Linked DNA regions of Triticum aestivum: region 1 is linked to region 2. Evidence: chromatin contacts called from public Hi-C data. All regions are on one chromosome and are shown on one strand. Each heading gives the region's core, a stretch centred on a gene start, on an enhancer-like site or on the middle of the called end of the contact. The rest is flanking DNA. Distances are from core to core; before and after follow the strand shown. Region 1 holds the start of LOC123078474 (21.9 kDa heat shock protein). Region 2 holds the start of LOC123078472 (serine/threonine-protein phosphatase 6 regulatory subunit 3).

The links. A called contact is a pair of places that touch in the nucleus more often than the background predicts.
Region 1: a Hi-C map of leaf shows a contact between it and region 2, with 7 times the contacts expected there. The contact joins the promoter of LOC123078474 here to the promoter of LOC123078472 in region 2. A contact is called at or near these places in 2 of 5 Hi-C or Micro-C datasets (both in leaf).

What each region holds. Positions count from the first base shown.
Region 1 is chr3D:288,689,484-288,693,807 of IWGSC CS RefSeq v2.1, reverse strand. It overlaps LOC123078474 (21.9 kDa heat shock protein), which reads left to right and starts at 2,286. Exons shown (of 2, transcript XM_044500999.1): 1 at 2,286-2,482; 2 at 2,602-3,346. The coding sequence starts at 2,380. The coding sequence ends at 3,218. LOC100146098 (probable V-type proton ATPase subunit d) reads right to left here. Exons shown (of 10, transcript XM_044500998.1): 10 at 3,553-3,980. The coding sequence ends at 3,849.
Region 2 is chr3D:288,457,827-288,462,093 of IWGSC CS RefSeq v2.1, reverse strand. It overlaps LOC123078472 (serine/threonine-protein phosphatase 6 regulatory subunit 3), which reads left to right and starts at 2,287. Exons shown (of 19, transcript XM_044500996.1): 1 at 2,287-2,578; 2 at 3,475-3,578; 3 at 4,248-4,267. The coding sequence starts at 2,540.

The DNA.
Region 1 (4,324 bases), core at 1,037-3,536, 230 kb before region 2:
ATTTCTCGAGCTTTGGGCCACCATCCGGGATTTTCACCTACAGGAGGATATTGACGACGACATTGTTTGGAAGCATTCTACTAGTGGCCTCTACACGGCGGAGTCCGCCTACAAAGCGCAGTTTCTCGGCCTCATTCGCTCTCCCTTGGAGCATGCAGTATGGAAAATCTGGGCTCCACCCAAGGTCAAGTTCTTTGCTTGGCTGGCCATCCAAAATAGAGTCTGGACTGCGGATCGATTGGCCAAGCGCGGTTGGCCTAACTGTGGCTCATGCCCCTTATGCATGCGTGAGAATGAATCGGTTGACCATCTCTTCTTCAAATGTCGTTTCACCATTCGCCTATGGGGCTTGGTCAAGGCGTGGCTGCAACTCATTCACATTGACACCTCTACTTGGCCCCTGAGGCATTCCACCTTAGACTGGTGGCTTGGGTTAACTGATGCTTCCGTCCCCAACCGGAAGGCCATGGCCTCGCTCACCATGCTCACTACATGGACGATCTGGAACGAGCGAAACGCCCGTGTATTTCGCAACATGGTCGATCCGCCTACGGTTCTTCTCGACAACATCAAAAGGGAGGCATCATTTTGGGTCGCCGCCGGAGCTAAGAAACTAGGGTCCATTATGCCGGGAAAGTGATTCTTCCGTGTATTGTTAAGGGGTGTTTGTAACACAAACTCTATTCTCTCTTAATTAATATACGTGGGAAATCTTTTGCCCTTTTTAAAAAAAATACTTGGGATAAACTATTTGTGTGAGGTATGAGACGCGGAGAGAAAGTTAAAAAATGTCGAGTTCTTTTGTTGCTTAGGTGAGATGGAGTTAGAGCAACTCTAATGGGGTGATCCAAACGGACACGGATTTTGTCCGCATTTTGTTCGTTTGGGTCGGCCGGGCGGACATCCGTGTCCGCTTTTTTAATTGGGTCAGCCGGTGTGCCCAACACGGAACAGACCCATTTTGGGCATGTCCATCCAGGCATTTCTTCAAACACCTGACGGGCCACCGCCCTGAGCTGCTCGTCGACACAAGCTCCGGGCTCCAGCCGCACCCGGCATCGCGCCCGCGTCTTGCCATGGCCTCCCGCCGTCGCGCCCGCGCCCATGTCCCGCGGTCGCACTCGCCCGCTCCCGCGTCAGGCCGCGGCCGCCGCGCCCGTTTCCCGCTGCGACAGCCGTGCCCGCGTCTGCCACGCCCGCCGTCGCGCCCGCTTCCTGCCGCGCCCCCGTCCTGCGGCTCCTGCCGCGGCCACCGCAGCCCGCCTGCGCGTAGCTCGCGTCGCCTGCCGCTCGCGTCCTGCCGCAGCCCGCCTGCGCGTAGCTCGCGTCGCCTGCCGCCCGCGTCCTGCCGCAGCCCGCCTGCGCATAGCTCGCGTCGCCTGCCCACGCCTGCGTCCCGCCGCCACGCCCGCAACTCGCGTGGCCGCGCCGTGGCAATGCATTGGCGGCGAGCGAGGCGGCCGGGAGCTCGAGATTTACGGCGGGTGCGGACTGCGGATGCTGCGGGGGGAGAGGCGTCGTAGCGGACGGGGGAGGGCGCGCACCGGCCATCGCGGCGCGGGGAGGAGGAGGCTCGCGGCTCCGACACCACCGGCGGCCTTCAACCACCGCTCGAAGAGCACCACCGGACCAGCTCCTGCTCCGGGATACGAAGCGACGCGAGGACCCTGAGAGCGGCGAGCCTGGCGGAGCAGGGGCGGGGAGCGGGGCGGAGCACGGCCGCTCAAGCACGGCGGCGAGCGGGGCGAAGCAGGGGCGCATCGGAGCAAAGTGCGCCTCGAGCGGTGGGGAAGTGGGCCAGCTCATATAAATACGAAGAGAGAGAGATGGGTGGGTGACAAGCGGGCCAGGCCCGGACGCAGACGGACGAGAGCGACAGAGAAAACGTCCGCTTCGTATCCGCCTCGGACCCAAATGTGACTCAAATTTAGGACGGAAATGGGTTTCGCGCGGACACAAAGCGGACGCAAAATAAAAATGGGTTTCTGCGTCGGGCCGTCGTTTTTGTCGCGCAGACTCAAACGGACATGGGCGGATAAAATGGGCGCGCCATTCAAGTTGCTCTTAGTACAGACGATACCCTGGCGCACGCCCAAAGTATAGTGAGCCCAAGACACGTTACACGTCTAGGAGGAGGAAATGGAGATCCCCTGGCTAGACCCCCACGATAAATTTTCCTTGTGCCAGCCCAGCCCCTCAAGAAAAGCTTCGAATAGTTTTAGCGTTACCAGCGCAAGGAGGCAAGCTGCGTACATGATGCTATATATGAGGCGCGTGGCAGTAACTCTAGGTGGCACCTCCAGCCCGATCGATCAGTACGCGGCTGAAGCTAGCTAGGTACCGTCTGATCGCCCGGCCCGGGAAACCCAGTGAAACGACATGGCGGGCGGGCAAGAATCGTCAGCCGTGGCGGCCGACTTGGACCCCGTGTACGAGTGGGTCGACGGCGACGGCAGCTATCTCCTCCGCCTCAACCTCCCAGGTACGTGCGATGCCCGTTCGTGACTCGTGCTGAGTGAGATGGATGAAATGGTGCTCCCCGAACCCGAATTAAGCTTTGCTGTTGTACCTACTGAGTTGTGTGACATTATGTTGATCAAGGGTTCAAGAAGGAGGACTTCCGGGTGCACGTGGACCCCGCGGGCCGGCTCAACATCCTCGGCCACAAAACGGCGGATGGCGGAGCTGGGAACGTGCGGCTGCACAAGGTGTTTCAGCTGCCATCTACATCCGACCTCGACGCAATCACCGGCCGGTACGACGCCAACTTGCTCACGCTCACCGTGCCCAAGCTGCCTTCCGCCCCGGCCAAGGACGTCGGCGACAAACCAACGGATGAGAAATCCAAGGTTATCCGGGAGGCGGAGCGGCTGATCGAGGCGGCGAGGGCAAGGTTGCAGCTGGGGAGGCACAGAGAGGAGACGGCCAAGGAACCCCCGGCCACGAAAGTGGACGACAGGAAACAGGAGCCCAAGGCAACAGAAAAGGTGGTGAAAGGAGATGATGGTCAGGACCACAAGGAGAAGCTTGAGTATGAGACGGCGACAGAGACGGAGACGCAGAGGGAGAAGAAAGGCTGCTGGAAGGAGCGGGCGGCGGAGGAGGGGTTCAAGTGGGCAGATACCATAGGTAAGAACAAGGAGGTGATCGCCGCCACCGCCGTCGCCGCCTTCACGCTAGGCGTCTTCGTCTCCCATAGGCTCTTCTCCAGAAACTGAAAATCATCATCATCACTGAATGTAAATGCAGCGTCCGTTGTGCTGATGTGTGCGTGCACCTAACAATACGAGCGGATGTACGACCTAGCTGCCGAGATATATACGTGAGGAATAAATTCTAATGATACTATCACGCGTACGTACATCACTAAATTATAGTACATGAAACTTACTATCACATACTCGTAGACCTGCATTTTCATGATCTATTTTTTTTTATAAGGTGCAAGGCTAGGAGGCTTGGGAAAATACACAATAGTAAACAAAGCCCAACAATTTCCATGTCTTTTCTAAGCTGCACAAGTTCCATTTGATAATGCAGTAAAAGAGTCTGTTTTGCCAACAAACCATTTGATATCTTGGGTGTACATTTTACATTGCCAACAAACTGCACAAATAGTGCCACCCACTACGAAAATAAACATCATTTATTTAGTTTACCGTACAACTGCGCCTTTTATTTTTACTACAAAAACAAATAATGATACACTACTCCAGGTCTAGCTTTTCAGCCGCGTAGAAAGAGGAACAGGGGTAATAACAAACCATGAGCTTGTAAAGTGTGCAATCGATTGTGCCATCATCAAAGCAGGCCTTTTGTACAACCATATGCACAGTAATAGGGGGCGATTAAAAGATCGGCACGACGCTGTCGTGGACCCTGTTCTTCTGGTTCTGAGCAACGCATTCAGAGATCCACATCAAGTTCCTTATCTCCTGCTCTCGTAGCCTCATGTATGCGAAGAAAACGGCATAGTGGAACTGCACAAACAAGAAGAGAATATCAGAGCTCCCACCTTAAATTCTAGAGTTGAGGTCCGAAATAGTGGCACACAAAGCTCACAAGTTTTCTGAGACAATAAAACTCACCAACAGGCACTAGCACTTATGGCATTTTTTTAGAACTATCGGGCACTCACAAGTTGTTCAAATAGAGTTATGACTTAAGATGGATCTATAGAATCATGTGCAAAGTCGTGGCTGGTTAGCGCATATTTTACAAGCATGTATGTATGCACCACGCTGGTATGCATCAGTAGTGCATGTGGCTGCGAAAACTGCTTGCAGCTCCAGGTCTCCATGGCTCCTGGTATTTGAAAATTTTG
Region 2 (4,267 bases), core at 1,038-3,537:
TTGTCTCAGCCGTGTGCGGCACCCCCGTCCATCGTTTACTCCCTCGGTCATATTTTCGTAGTGCTTAGGCGAAGCCCTGCGGAGATCACATCACCATCACTGTCACCACGTCGTCGTGCTGTCGGAACTCATCTACTACCTTGCCGTCTTGCTGGATCAAGAAGGCGGAGGACGTCCCCGAGTTGAGCGTGTCCAGAACGCGAGGTGTCGTGCGTTCGGTACTTGATCGGTTGGAGCGCGAAGAAGTTCGACTACATCAACCGCATTGTCAAATGCTTCCGCTTACGGTCTACGAGGGTACGTAGACATACTCTCCCCCTCGTTGTTATGCATCTCCATGGATAGATCATTGCGTGTGCATAGAAAATTTGTTGTTTTCCATGCAACAAGGGGGAGAGTATGTTTTGGTGTCAAATATTAGAGAGGTGACTCAGAAAAACACAAGTGCTTGATTGTTTTCGGAATACACAAAATTACCACATATTTAAATTCAATTGACCTCACAACATGAACCTCGAAAAGCGTGGTATGCATGATAGCCTTGCGAATTTTCTTTTATGCTTTATCTTTAGCAACCCTGATTAGAACTCAACTTGCGGAAGAACTACCTGTCCTCCACCTTCTGTTCATTCAACTTCTCCTTGTTTCTCCAACTCTCTAGCTTCTCAGCTCTTTCTTTCACCTGCACATCATCACACATGAGTTCTATGCGTATTTTCCTCTTGTACATATCTCATACAACTTTACGTGCACACCACACCTTACACAATGTAAAGCTGAAAAACATGAGGAAATGAACACGGGGGTGGTTGGATTATGAGGGCATGACGAAATCGAGCTTGAAGGCTCAATGACCTAGGTCTATGTCTCTGTGCAAACATAATCATGAGAAGGAGTAAACATAATCCCAACCAAGTGACCAGCCGCAAACATACCTATCTAATATCGCCCAAAATAATTGCACTGCAAAAGCAATCTTTGCACTACAATTTGTAAATACTATAACTCTCATATGCTTTGTTATTTGCCATGGAGTTTTATTTAGCTAATTAGTTCAAGCTCGATGATAATACATGACAATCATTAATGTCTCTAATCAGTTTTTGGGACTCTGAATTTTTGTATGCGTAGGCATAGAGGATGATCCAGAGATAGGGGTTGATGCTTCAGTTATGATTCTGCGTATTAGTATTATTCTTACACAGTTACACCCACACGTGCTTTCAATCTCATGTGCACCCACTCGTGTTCTAGTTGGACCACGTAGGTGTCCAAATGGGAATAATAATGCAGAAAAAAAGTTGAGGAAGAGAAGATTATGTGTTTGGGGCTTGAACTGTGACTTGGGGGCGTCTTGTCAGTCGGGGCGGGTGGGGTAGATGGTGTCCGGATCAATGAGCATATCCACATTGTTATAGCAGCATGTCAAGAACATCACCCCGCTTATTCGTCCTGATCCCTATCGGCCAAATCAAAGAAGATTGATCCAGACATCGACAATTAATTGCAGCTGGCCGGGATATCGGACCGGATGAATGTTAATAACCAGGTAGAGACAAATCATGATCGAGATGCTCTGATTCCTCTCCTCCTTTACCCGTGTGATGTGTTTCTCTCTCTCTCTCACTGGGCGTGTGTGTGAGAGAAAGGAATTACGACGCAACATGAAGAGACATACAAAAATTAGCACTGTTGTTGTGCTCTCATTCTTAGGTGACTGCTTCCCTGGCATTTCCTAATGACCGCTCCTCTCTCGAGACATGTGTAGGGGCTTGCGCTGGGCGAGGGCGACGACATGTGTTGGTGGACCATGTATTGGCGATTCACGCAAGTGATGGCCAACTCGAGAGTACTTGCGCCTCCTCGGTGCTAGGAGGTCCTCCAAGTTGCACACCTCTAGTGACTCTGGCTTGCCGGGGCTTGCAATCTGCACTCGTCGCGTCGATCGATCCCCCTTGTGGAGACGGAGGAGTCAAGAAAGACCGTCCGCAAGAGGGAAGAAACAAAGGTCAGGGTGCGAGTGTGTGACTGATGGAGAAGGGGAATCAACGATGAAGACGATGGAGCAGTTGTTTTCTCGCTTATTTCTTCATTATTAGTACGTGAGGAGTTAAAATCAAATCGTGCGTGAATCGTCACGCACGGGGAAGAGAAGGTTGAACCATTACCCCTAGAAATCAGTTTTTGAAACGAGTCCATTGTTCAGACTTTATTTTTTATTTTAACAACACAAGTGAGCAAATAATTCGACCCATCGCCATCTGCCCTCGTCGCCTAACAGCGCCCCTCAGCTCCAATCCCCCATCTCCCAAGCCAAATCAAACCCAAGGAAAGCCCAAATAGAAAAGCGTGCTGTTTTTTCCTCCTCTCGTGCGCCTCCCACCCCCCGCGATCCCAATTCGATCCGCTCGCCCCTCTCCCGATCCACCCTCCTCCCCCGGCCGCCCAATCCGGCCGCCGCCGCCCGGATTCGCGCGGATTCGGCCGCGGACTCGCGCTCCCCGGGGTCGGAAACCCTAGATCCACCGCCGCCGCCACCATGTTCTGGCGCATGACCGGTCTCTCCGCGGCCTCACCCGTGAGTTCCCTGCTCGTAGCTCCCCCCAATCTCCCTCCGCTCTCTCAGATTGGTTCGTCCATCCGTCCCTATGTGCTGCGGTGGCTGCGAGCTTGGTCGTGGACCCGTTTGTTTAGATTGACACTGTGGATTGGGTGCGGCACTTGTTTGTGGGTTGTAATGCTCGCTTGCTCTTATTTTGTTCCCGGCTGCGCTGCGACTGCGAGTTGTGTTATTTTGCATTGGCGAGCTCGTGCATGTGCTGTTCTCGTGATTGGGGCGGGTTGCAGGGATGGAGTAAATGCCTTGGGTTCGGATTTGGTTATGTTTTGCATGCAAGTTAGCCCTGGGGATGACTCGGATCGTTGTGTAGACGGGGATGCATATGGCAAAGCTGCTGTGTTTCTAAAGCTGAATCTCTGATCTGATGTGTGATACTATTTGATTAGCATCCTAAACTGAAGATTCATATGAGTTGGGTACTTACGCTGTTTTATGAAGAACTTAGCTGGAACAGTGTGCCAGTGTAGCTGTTCCTCCTTTTTCCCCCCCATTCTTATGAGTTACTTGGTCTCTACTGATTTTCTTCTGAGATAATACCATGTTTGAGCAAAACGAAGTACCTTTCTAATTCCAATTCCATTCGTTGATATTGTGTTCAGTTGCCTTCAAAAAAATCTTGTGTTCAATCATCCAAACTCAGCTGTATCCGGAATTGTCTGATAATTTTAAGTGGCTCCGTTATTCCATCTCATGGCCCACATGAATCATGAATAATAATGATAATTATAATATTATTCCATAGTCAATGTAAATAAATTTTATAACCTCAATGATATCTTAATATATTTTCATAGTATTGTAGAAACAAAGGTTATGAATCAACTTATACCTAACTTAATATATTATTATTTCAGGTGGATACAATCCTAGACAAGGAAAATTTTACACTTGAAGAACTTCTTGATGAGGATGAAATTATTCAAGAGTGCAAAGCACTGAACACCCGACTCATAAATTTGTAATTTCCTTGAGCTTCTGTTATTAGCTTGAGGTTTACATGGGTGGCATGTTTAATATTGTATAACCTTACTATTCATTTTCATCCTGTGCACTAGAGTAACAATGAAGAATTTTATACTTTTCTCTTGAGATAGCTGCAACTGTTGTAAAGGAAACACAGTCGCTTATTAAGTTAAGGAAATTATGAACCAGTCTACATATATCATACAAGTACAATTGTTTTTGCACTTAATAGTTGCTGTTTTAATCCCATCATAGGAAGAAAATCTGCCCAGAATTTGTAGTTTGTTTTTGGCAGTAATGCTGGCAGTAATGCTTTCTTCTAAATAGATGGTTCACATAGTTCTTTTGTTTATAAGCAAGGATAACTGTTTCTATTCCCCCTTTCCTTTTCCTCTCCAAATAGATTCCTAGTTTTATTTATATTAACCTGCAAAGAAGTGAATCTGATGCCTTTTTGAGCAAATACAAGTTATTACACTAGTATTTTGTACTGTTAAACCAAATTGGCACGTTGAGTTTTCTTGATAGATCATCTGGTTGAATGAATGAGTGATATAGTAAATACCTATGTTGGCCTTCATTTTCTTGACTGTTGGCATCCAGTGTTCCTTGTACTTATACTGTTGTATTTCCCAGCCTATAATGCTTGAAATATTTTGTGTAGCCTCCGTGACAAGGCCCAGG